Linked DNA regions of Mus musculus: region 2 is linked to region 1. Evidence: chromatin contacts called from public Micro-C data. All regions are on one chromosome and are shown on one strand. The core of a region is the stretch at or near the end of the contact, and the rest is flanking DNA. Distances in the headings are between cores, read along the strand shown. Region 1 holds the start of Gad1 (glutamate decarboxylase 1). Region 2 holds the start of Sp9 (trans-acting transcription factor 9).

The links. A called contact is a pair of places that touch in the nucleus more often than the background predicts.
Region 2: a Micro-C map of embryonic stem cells shows a contact between it and region 1, with 11 times the contacts expected there. The contact joins the promoter of Sp9 here to the promoter of Gad1 in region 1. A contact is called at or near these places in 1 of 39 promoter capture datasets (embryonic stem cells), 4 of 484 Hi-C or Micro-C datasets (cerebellum and embryonic stem cells) and 1 of 115 datasets of contacts at active chromatin or transcription factors (embryonic stem cells).

Annotation. Positions count from the first base shown.
Region 1 is chr2:70,560,208-70,565,065 of GRCm38.p6, reverse strand. It overlaps Gad1 (glutamate decarboxylase 1), which reads right to left and starts at 2,937. Exons shown (of 17, transcript NM_008077.5): 1 at 2,734-2,937; 2 at 1,156-1,298. The coding sequence starts at 1,234. Gad1os (glutamate decarboxylase 1, opposite strand) reads left to right here and starts at 1,709. Exons shown (of 3, transcript NR_040496.1): 1 at 1,709-1,807.
Region 2 is chr2:73,270,003-73,274,860 of GRCm38.p6, reverse strand. It overlaps Sp9 (trans-acting transcription factor 9), which reads right to left and starts at 2,935. Exons shown (of 2, transcript NM_001005343.2): 1 at 2,770-2,935; 2 at 1-1,736. The coding sequence starts at 2,790. The coding sequence ends at 303.

The sequences.
Region 1 (4,858 bases), core at 1,688-4,187:
GCCTGAGGACTTAGGGTCTCCTGCCTCAGAGTCTGCACCAAGAAATTCAAAGGGGGGTTTCCTGCCTTCAGCTTGCCACTTGTGTACACGGGAACTGTTGTTTTCACGGGGCTTACAATAAGTGCCATAAAGACGCCAACAATAAAGCACTCTCAACCACACAGATCTCCCGCAGCTCCTCTTCTGTAGAGATTCTGGTGGTAGGGGGCGCAGAGCTGTCTGGAGCTGATAGAATTTTGGGAGAGGGGTGGTGAAAGACTTAACCCCAACATGGAAAAAAGATAAATCCCACGACTCCAGTCCTCTATGTGGAGTTAGAAAGTCAGGCTGAATTAGAGACAGATCGGATGGGGAAGCATAAATGCCCTTTTATCTGGTTTCTCTATTCTCCCCAAGACTTGTCACCTGCTGACAGGTCTCTAGAAAAAAGCACAGGGGTGCTTCTGCCTCCTGGCTTGCCAAGCCACATCTCCTCCTAGTTAGCTGCCAAGGTGCCCCCCCCCCCGTCACTCTGGATGATGCTTAAATGCCCCTCCCTCGCCTTTTTTTTTTGTCTCTAAGATGTAATTAATTGAATCTCAGGCAGTTTTGTGCACCTTTTACGCCCCTGGCTTCGCCCTCACTCGTCAATAGCTAGACGCAAATTTGGAGCAATTAGGGACCCAGAGTTTTCTAAAAGCTGCAATTAACGTCGAAATTTCCCCTGATTATGGACTGTGAGTACAGCGCTGGGGGCGGGGGGGGGTGGAGGAAAGGAGAGGAGGAGGTCAGGTTTCATCTCAAACCTAGAGCTAGGAAACTGTTCTCGCTGAGACTCCGGGTTCCTCACACTACCCCTCTGTTCTGACCCCTGTTGTCCCGCCAGACACAAAAACACAACACAGCTCCTTGAACGTCTCTGCCCCTTAGACCCCAAAGATCTTTCTTGCCCGGCCCTTGTGAAGTCCTCGCTGCTCTTCGGTGCCCTGGGAGTAACCTCGCGTCCCTGGCAGCCAAATGACCTCTAAGCAGGAACCTGGAATAGGGCCCCATTTGTTTCTCAGCCTCCATCATTTCTACGCTCTCCTTTCGCGTTCCGACAGCGCAGCCTCCCGCAGTGCCAGCGCCCCCACCCTCGCTGCAGTCCATTTAATAGGAAACTGGGGCAGGACCTACTTGTAGGGCGCAGGTTGGTAGTATTAGGATCCGCTCCCGCGTTCGAGGAGGTTGCAGGCGAAGGAGTGGAAGATGCCATCAGCTCGGTGGTCTTGGGGTCTCTACGGTTCAAGGGTCCCCCGCAGACTGGGCGCAGGAACAGGCTGCAAACAGAAGGGAGAGCTGTGCCGGGAGAGCTTCTAGGTCCTGCGGCCCGGGGCACCGAAGTCTCGGAGACAGAAGGGAGACCAAGGGCAGCGAGCTGGCTGGGTCCTGGTGCGCGGTCGGTGGGAGGGGGTGGGGAGGCGCTCGCTAGCTCTGGGACTGGGGCGCAAGCACAGTAGCCCCGGGCGACTCTCAAGTCTAGAGGCGCAACGGGGTGCTCCGAGTGAGGCTCACAGCTAAGGGGCGCCGGAGGCGGGTGCAGGACGCGAGGGATGGGGTGAGGATAGGGCCAGGAGCACTAGGGAGCACTCATCGAGCAAATTCCAGCCCAGCCGAGACAAGCCCCATTGGGCTCCCAGCAGCCTGGTGAACGGGCAGAAGAGGAGGGGGGAGGGCGTGCGGGGCGGGCACGTCTGGTTCGGTGTCTGGCTCCCGTTGTTGTGTCTGGCCAATTCCTTGGAAAGAAGGAGGCTCACAGCGCCGGGGACAGGGACTTTGGTGAGACAAGGTGAGAAGAAATAGGTCCTCCGCCCCTCAGGACTTGACCCGCTAAGAATCAGTCACCTTGCACTCCAGACAGCCAAAAGGCAGCGTGTCGAAGCCTTGCTGATCAGTTTCTTGTCCCACCTCGTTTCTAGCTTTCTCAACCCTAGAGCGAGGCTCCGTCCCAGATTCACTGTTTCTACTCTACCTAGTCCCCAGAGTTCGTTTCACTGAGCCAGAGAAGGTGGCAGAGGGTAAAAAGGAGACCGTCACCCGGTGGCGAATTTGCGCCTAGGGCGCAAGAGACCTCGGATAGAAGAGTGCGCGGTTCCCCTATTTGGTGTTTGTTCGTGGACAGAGTGAGGGAGAGAGGGCGAGAGAAGAGGAAGAGATGGGGAGAAGGAGCGGGCGAAAGAATGAGAGGAGAGGGAGGAGAACGGTAATCTGGGTAAATCTAAGACCCCGCAGAGCGCAGCCCACCAGCCGCCTTTTGCGTGTCGTCCCTCGGGCCGAGCATCTGTCCCCCCCCCCCCCCGCAACCTCCGCGCGCTCTCGCAGCTCCGCGGGCGGCGGTGGGACGCGGGTGCTGGGGAAGTAACAGGTTATCGCTCCTCGCACCTTCTGCCGCTGCTACCCAGGCGCGTATCCGACAGCCGTGAGCTCCGATCCCCCAAGCGCAGGCAAAAAATGGCTCTGGGGTCACTTCAGCCCTTATGTGTCCTCCCGAATGAAATTGATAAGGGTTTCAAGAGCGAGGAGGGTAGGGGATGGGTGCGCCAAACCACAGCTGCGACAGGACTGGCGGGAAGCACTCGGCTGTGGAAGGTGGGCGACAGGCGCGTGCTGGTGGGGTGAGGCAAAGGGCTGGACAAGAAGCCGCAGGCTGAGGGCACCGGGTTGAATAACCGAGGCGGGGCTCTGGCAAGTCCGGGCGATCCGGTATTTACCCACCTCGGTTCAGCGACAGCGAGCTGGACCCTCCCGCGACTCCTCTGCGAAGCGTCCCGGGGCTGGGCTGGGCTCGGCTCTGTCACAGGAGTACGTGCTGGGTGTCACCCCAGGGCTGCTTCCTTGCTTGCACGATCCCTGGTCCGGCACGGGAGAGCCTGAAGAAGGGAGAGATCCGGAGAGGCGGCCGCTGGGCTTGGGGGAGGCGGGGGCGGAGTGGGGAGGCGGGGACCCGCTCGGCGGGGGGAATCACGAGGCCGTTGCTCGCGGGGGCAGCTCGTCCGCGGAGCGCTGGGGCTCCTTTGCAGGTGTCTGACTGCCTCTGGAGCTTTGTAGGGCGATTATAAATCCAGCTCACGGGTTTGCGACCAGAAAGGAGGGTGTGTGTGACAAAGTCCTATGAGTAATCCAGAATGCACTCAGCACGCTCTGTTTTTTGTTTGTTTGTTTGTTTTTTGTTTTTAAATTATTTTTGAGATAGGCGATGTTGGGTGAGGGCAAGGGAAAATATAATTCCTACGAAGAATTTTGTCTCACTGGGTGATTCTTCCTTCCCCTCTTCCTAGCCCTCCATCCCGTATCTTGGAGAAGACTAGAATATTTGCTTTGCCTTGATCAATCTCCTGTGGTTGTCCTGGATTGGCGATTCCAGAAGGTTTTCTCTGGGTGGTGTCCTAGGGAGCGCTCTACTGAGCCAGTATGGCTGTACAGGCAAAGCGGAGATGAGGGGACCACCCAGACAGACCCTGGAGTTTCTGCACTCCCGTTTCTTCTTCCAGTCCATCTCCACACTACCTCGTTCGAACACAGCTACCTGGCACCACAAGAGGCAAGGGGTCTATTTCCCTTTCTCTGAGCCCTCTCCCTGGAGAGGGGTAAAAGAAATCTTCGTAATTGATCATGTCTGAAGGTTAATAACACGCACGAGTGCCGCTCCACACGCCTGGGGCAGCAGAGCATGGAGGGTGGCTCCGGGAAGCCAGGACGGCACTCCGTGTCTTGGCCCGCTCTCCTCGCTTCTTTTCAGTTTCACGCTGTTCAATGATTCTCTCTTGGCAATATTTAAGCACATTACTGAGCGGGGTGAAGTCCCCCACCATAAAAAGGCGGTATTGGAAAAAATTTCCACCAGAGGGCGCCAAACACACAGAGACCCCGTGCTGGCGGCCTTTTCCCTGGTGCGCCCTAGACAACACCTGGAGATGCCCGAAAGGCTCTGTAACGGCCGGCCTCTTCTAGCCTTCTCGCCGCTACCTCCTGGCTTTCTTTTTCCTCTCCCTCCGTTTCTCATCCTTTAGGGGCAAAACAAACTGGATTTTTGGGCCTGTCTGAGTGATGGGGAGTACTCTATGATCGCTTTACTCGTTTTCATAGAGATTTCCCTCATATTGTGGAGCAGCAGACCGGTTTATTCATGTGCACCTCTGGGTCTTCGATGGTTTATCCCAGGCCTGTCTCTTTTTTTGTGACCATCTTAGCGACTTTCATCACCACTCAACGGAAACATCAAAAACAAATAGTATAAATCACCGAAATTTTCGTGAGGGAGCTGGAAGCCTCAGGGCTGGGAGGATACGGTCTGATCAACAAAAGGGATTGAAGTAACTAAGCTGCTCCTTGCGACCAAAGAGAACATTGCTGTTTTCTCTGGGCCTCACATAAAAGCCCCCGCACATTTTAAAAACAAAAAGCACCCGAAGGGTGGGCTGAGCTGAGTTGGAACAGAAGTTCCCCTGCGATCCTGTTAGGTATGTATGTGTGTGTGTGTGTGTGTGTGTGTGTGTGTTTCACGAAGGAAATGGCCCCTCAAACCACGCACCTCAGAGCTTTTCAGAATATCTTGAAACTGTTTACGAGGAGGTAAACTCGGAGTTTCTTCCACGCCCCCTTTCCTGGCCTTCGTTAAAAGATATAGTGACATCAGTCAGGAATCTGGGTGTCACTGACTAATGTCAATCACTCAAGACTCGCTGGTCAGGAGGGAGGAAGCATAAATCCTCCCGACCCTAAGTACCCACAATTCTGCCTAGGTGCGGCCTTCCTCTGTCTCCTTAATCTTCCTCCAAGACTCTGTAAAGACGCTTCACCTGTGGCACTAGATGGAGAAATTTTCAACCATGTCTTTCTT
Region 2 (4,858 bases), core at 1,686-4,185, 2.7 Mb before region 1:
GTGTGTGTGTGTGTGTGTGTGTGTGTAGTTTTGAACCTGCACTTATGTCGGAGGATGGCTCGCTTTTGTTTCTGGACCTCGAGATCGATTCTCATCTGGGCGCAACGGGTTGAGGGCAACTCCGGCGCCGCCAGCAAGCCACCGCCCGGGGTTCCGCGCTGCTCCACCTCGCTCCCAGCCTGGGCTCCGGGGGCTTCTCTGGAGCCCCTGCCCTCCCGTGCGCCCACTCGCTCGCCCTCCGAACCTCTCGCTCGCTCGCTCTGGGTGTCTCTACTTGCTCGCTCGCGCCTCTCCGCCAACCTCTAGGAGTCGTTGGGACCGGTCGCAGCTTCCTTGCCTCCCGCCGAAGCCGCCGCTGCCGCTGCCGCCGCCGCCGCTGCCGCCGCCGCAGCCGCCCGGGCTGCACTGACGCCGGAATCGTGCAGGATGAGGTCCGGGGACTCGGAACGGGGTGTCTCCAGGTTGCTGGCGTCCGTGTCACTGTCGCTGCCCTTTTTGCCCCCGCCGCCCCCGTTGTGCGTCTTAATGTGTTTGCTCAGGTGGTCGCTGCGCATGAAACGCTTGTTGCACACAGGGCAGGCGAAGCGCTTCTCGCCCGTGTGAGTCCGCAGGTGCCGCTGCAGCTCGTCCGAGCGCGTGAAGCGCTTGCCGCAGAAGAGCCAGTTGCACACGAAGGGCCGCTCGCCCGTGTGCCAGCGCAGGTGCGCCTTCAGGTGCGACGTCTTGCCGTACACCTTGCCACAGCCCGGGATGTGACAGCTGTGCAGCCCCTTGCGGCGTAGGCTCGCCCCGGCCGGACCCAGCCGCTCGGCCTCCTGGCAGTTGGGGCAGTCGCAGGTGGCGCGGCCCGAGTAGCGACGGGCGGAGCGCGCCGAGCTGCCCCCGGCGGCGGCCGCCGCTGCGCCCGAAATCATAGCGCTGGCGGCCGCCGCGGCCACCGCTGCGCTGGAGTCCGAGTAAGAGGGCAGCACCGGCTTGAAGCCGTCCTGGGCCAGCAGGTGCTGGCTGGTGGAGAGCAGGTGCGAAGCGGCGGCGGCCGACGAGCCGAGGCCGGTGGAGCTGAAGGCCGAGTGCGTGAGCGAGCTGAAGTCGGGGTTGTAGGTGCCCAGCTGAGAGTGCAGCGAGGCCTGGGGGGCGCCCGAGTGCAGCGAGCTCTGCAGCCCCCCGGCGGGGTTCTGCACCTCCAGCCAGGACCCAGGGCTGCTGTGCACGTCCCACCACGATGACGCCGCGCCGTTGGTCACCTCGCCCGCCGCTAGGGTCGAGTGGAAGCCCGACTTGTACCACGACTCGTACGGGTGCGCCATGCCCACGCGCGGGTACAGACCGTCGGCCGCCGTCGTGTGCACCTTGGAGATGAAGGCCGACTGGCCGCCCGCCTCCTGCGGGGACACGCCGGCCGCCGCGGCCGCCGCCGCCGCCGAGTTGGAGAAAAGGCCGCCATAGTCGCTGCTGAAGGCGGACGACGTGGGGGACGTGGAGGCCAGGCAGAAGGCGCTGTTGGCGGCTCCCGAGCCACCCGCCAGGCTGCCCGAGCCGCGGCCGCCCGTGGCCACAGCGAAGCCGGAGAGACTGGAGCCGAGGTTGCAGCTGGACGAGGAGCGCTTCCAGGGGTGGAAGCCGCCTTTGGCGAAGGCGCTGGACTCGGGCAGGGTCGTCAGGGGGCTCGTGTTGCCGATCTTGTTGCAGGTCGCCGCCAGCATGGCCAACGGGGTCGTTCCGAAGCGTGGCTCTTCCTAGAGTGGGTGGGGTGAAGGAGGGAGCGAGGAGGAGGAGGAGGAGGGCAGGGAGAAGTGGGGGAAGACACAAAGTGCACCGGTGAGCAGCCTCGTTCCCCCCGCGCAGATCCCGGAGGGCCCTGGCACCCCGGCTCGCGCCTCCTCCCCGCACGCTGGCGGGGGACGCGCCGCGCCCCGCGCAGGACAGAGGCGACCACGAGCGAGTAGGAAAGTTGTTCCTCAGTGAGACTATAGATCAGAAATGCCTCGGTTTTCGCCACTTCGTTCGCTGCCACCCTTGTCTAGAATCAGACTTGGGTTGACGCCATAAGCCCGCTCATCTCCCAGAAGCTCCCAAGTCGCCCTTCCGGGTGTAGCACGAAGGTAAACACACACAAGAAATAACGGGTGAGGGCGGGGGGTGGTGGCCAAAACAGCCACCCAGTGCTGGAAGAAACTCTTAGAACATTCCTCGAATGAGTGGCTACGACTTGGCTATTTTCTTTTATAGTTCAGAAACGTAGTTTTGATATTTACACAACGCACACGATTACAAAAAGAATCCAAGTATAAGCGGCTTTCAAAGTCAAGGGCAAACTGGGGAGCCACGCTAATGTAAGTGTTTATTAATGTAACTTCGTGGCCTGCAAAACAAGACTTTCCAGAAAACACTGTAATGTAATGCAACAACCCCCAAACCAAGTGGCGGGGGGTGGGGTTGGGAGTGGGGGAGTGATGTTAAAATCAAGAAGGGAAGAAAAGAAACATTCGGCTTTGCCTCAAAAACCAGTTAAAAGGGAACTTGCTTAAGACATTCTTTTCTTGCAAAGGCAAAAGGTCCCAGGTTCCAATAACTTGAAAAGATCGGTTCCAGAAATGTAGAAAATGCTAAAAGGAAACCAGAGCTGTGGTATAGCAACAGTTTCTTGAGAGATTCTGGCCCAGAGAAGCCATAAGAAAACAAAACAAAAACAAAAAACCACCACCAACAACACAAAAACAAAACAAACAAAAATGAGCAAAGCCTTTGCAGCGAGTCTTTTTCACTTACCCCAAGTATAGACGTGGCCATAGCAGGTTTTGGGCTGCGCGGCGAGGCCCGGAGCGGTGTTAAGCCTGGCGGCTGCTGGGAATCACGATTCAGGTCCCGCGCGGCTCCCGCGTCCCGCGCTCGCGCCGAGCGGACTCTGGGCTCCCGCCGGCAAAACTCAGCCTAAGTGCGAGGAGCACCCGCTTTGAAGTGCCGCTGGCTGCGCCTCTCGCCCAATGAGGGCGCAGGCAGAGCAGACGGGAGCTGCCCCGCAGCCAATCAGACGCTCCGAGGGGCCCGAGCCCGGGCTCCTGGCGCGTGCCAGTCAAGTCTGCGGGCGTGGGTGGGAGGGGGGCGGGCTAGGGACAGAAGAAATTACAGTGCAATTAAAAATTTACACACACTCACGTACCAAGCCAGGTTTAAGTACTGTTGAGACCAAGCCGCAGGCCCCCACCACTCCCACCACCCTGGCCACCTTGCTACGTAGGGCTGACAGTCTTCACTCTCCACTTGTGGGAAAGAAGCAGGAGAGGGACACCCCGGCCTAGGGCACAAGCAGAAATGGTCTGCGTTCACTTTGTGTGTACACGTTGTTGCTGCGAAGAACTTGAACTTGTAGCCATCACTCTTGCGATGGATTTATCCTTGTCGTGGTCGTTTTCCCAGATTCCTGCTCCCACCGTACTCTTTTTATACTCAGAGTCCTATTGAGCAGAGGGCGCAAAGGACAGCTGGGCCTCTCCAGGCAGGTCTACACCCACAGACTTGTTAGGAGAGCCCAGAGCCTGCTGCATCCCGCCATTTCCCTCCAGCGGTCTAAGTGACTTCCTAATTGTCGCTCTGGCCTCTGACCCAGGGGGTAATACAAGTGCCTATCACACCAGAAGCTCCTGGTGGTAATTGAGGGCACCCTTTGTATGGCTTCGCCAGCGCCTAGATACCAGGTTAACCCAGTTGTCAAATATGACTAAACAGTGGGACGTGCTGATTATCTGCCAGGTTTTTCTGGGGGCTGGCGTGGGGGTGGGAAGCATCAGCCCATACAACACTCTGCACGAAGCCGCTTATTTTCACATTGTAACAACTTTGGAAACGGAGACCGGCGCGAGCGGCGTCCGCCCCCCCACCGCCACCCCCGCCGAAGCTGCAGCTTGCACCGCTGTTTGTTTAACCCGGTGGAGATTTGCATGTCGGATTTCAGGTTGAAGTCGAGTTTTAGGGGATGTTTATAGAGTCATTTTTCTTGCTTCAGATTCAAACTATCTCCACTGCAGACTGCTAGGGCCTAGAAACTCCGTCTTCAGGGCCAAGGGACTCCAAAGGAAGGCTCATCTTCATCAGGCACCCTGCTGACACAGCCTTTGGAGGACCTCTCCGGAGCCTTCACCGAGAGAGTCTGCGAAAGCCAGGCCACACGTGGGCGCCTCCGCCTTCTGCAAGCTGGAAGCATCTTCAAAGCCTCTCTGGACCTTGGTGTAAAAAGAGGTGTCCTCACGCATCGCAAGGCGCCGCCGCTGGAGGGTTTCCTGTTTCTGGGCATTACTTTTGTCTTTTCCAGGGTAGCCAGAGGCAGCTTTTGAACTAGAAATACCAGCGCCCTCAGGCAGGTCTGGATACTTAAACGTGTAAGCACGTCCCCCCTCCAAACCACATCCTGCTTTTTAAAATAATAACTCCCAACCCTAAATGATCGGGTGCAAAAGACAATTTGTCGGGGGAACGACAAGTCAGGAGGATGTGAAGTTGTTTTTCCAGGTTGAGTTCATTTGCAAGATCTCTAGGCCCAAAAGTAAGTCCACCGCAAGACTTCTCTCTCACCTTAAGGTGGAAGACCAGGCCTGCACGCACCGGCTCTTCGTGAATGGGGAGAGCTTATGTGGACGTCGCCTTTCCCTAGACTATTTTTGCTCAGAATGCCTTTAAAAGAAAACTTTAAGGTGACAAAAGAAAAGGAGGAAAATGATGGCGGAAAAGGAGAAAAGAGAGGGATGAGCTGATCAGCTAGGAAGGAAGCTCTGCGTCCTAGGTGACTGAGATAAAAATCTAAGGGGGGGGGGGGCGTAAAGAAAGACAACGCGGTGGAAGGGGGCGGGTTACCAGGCTGCAG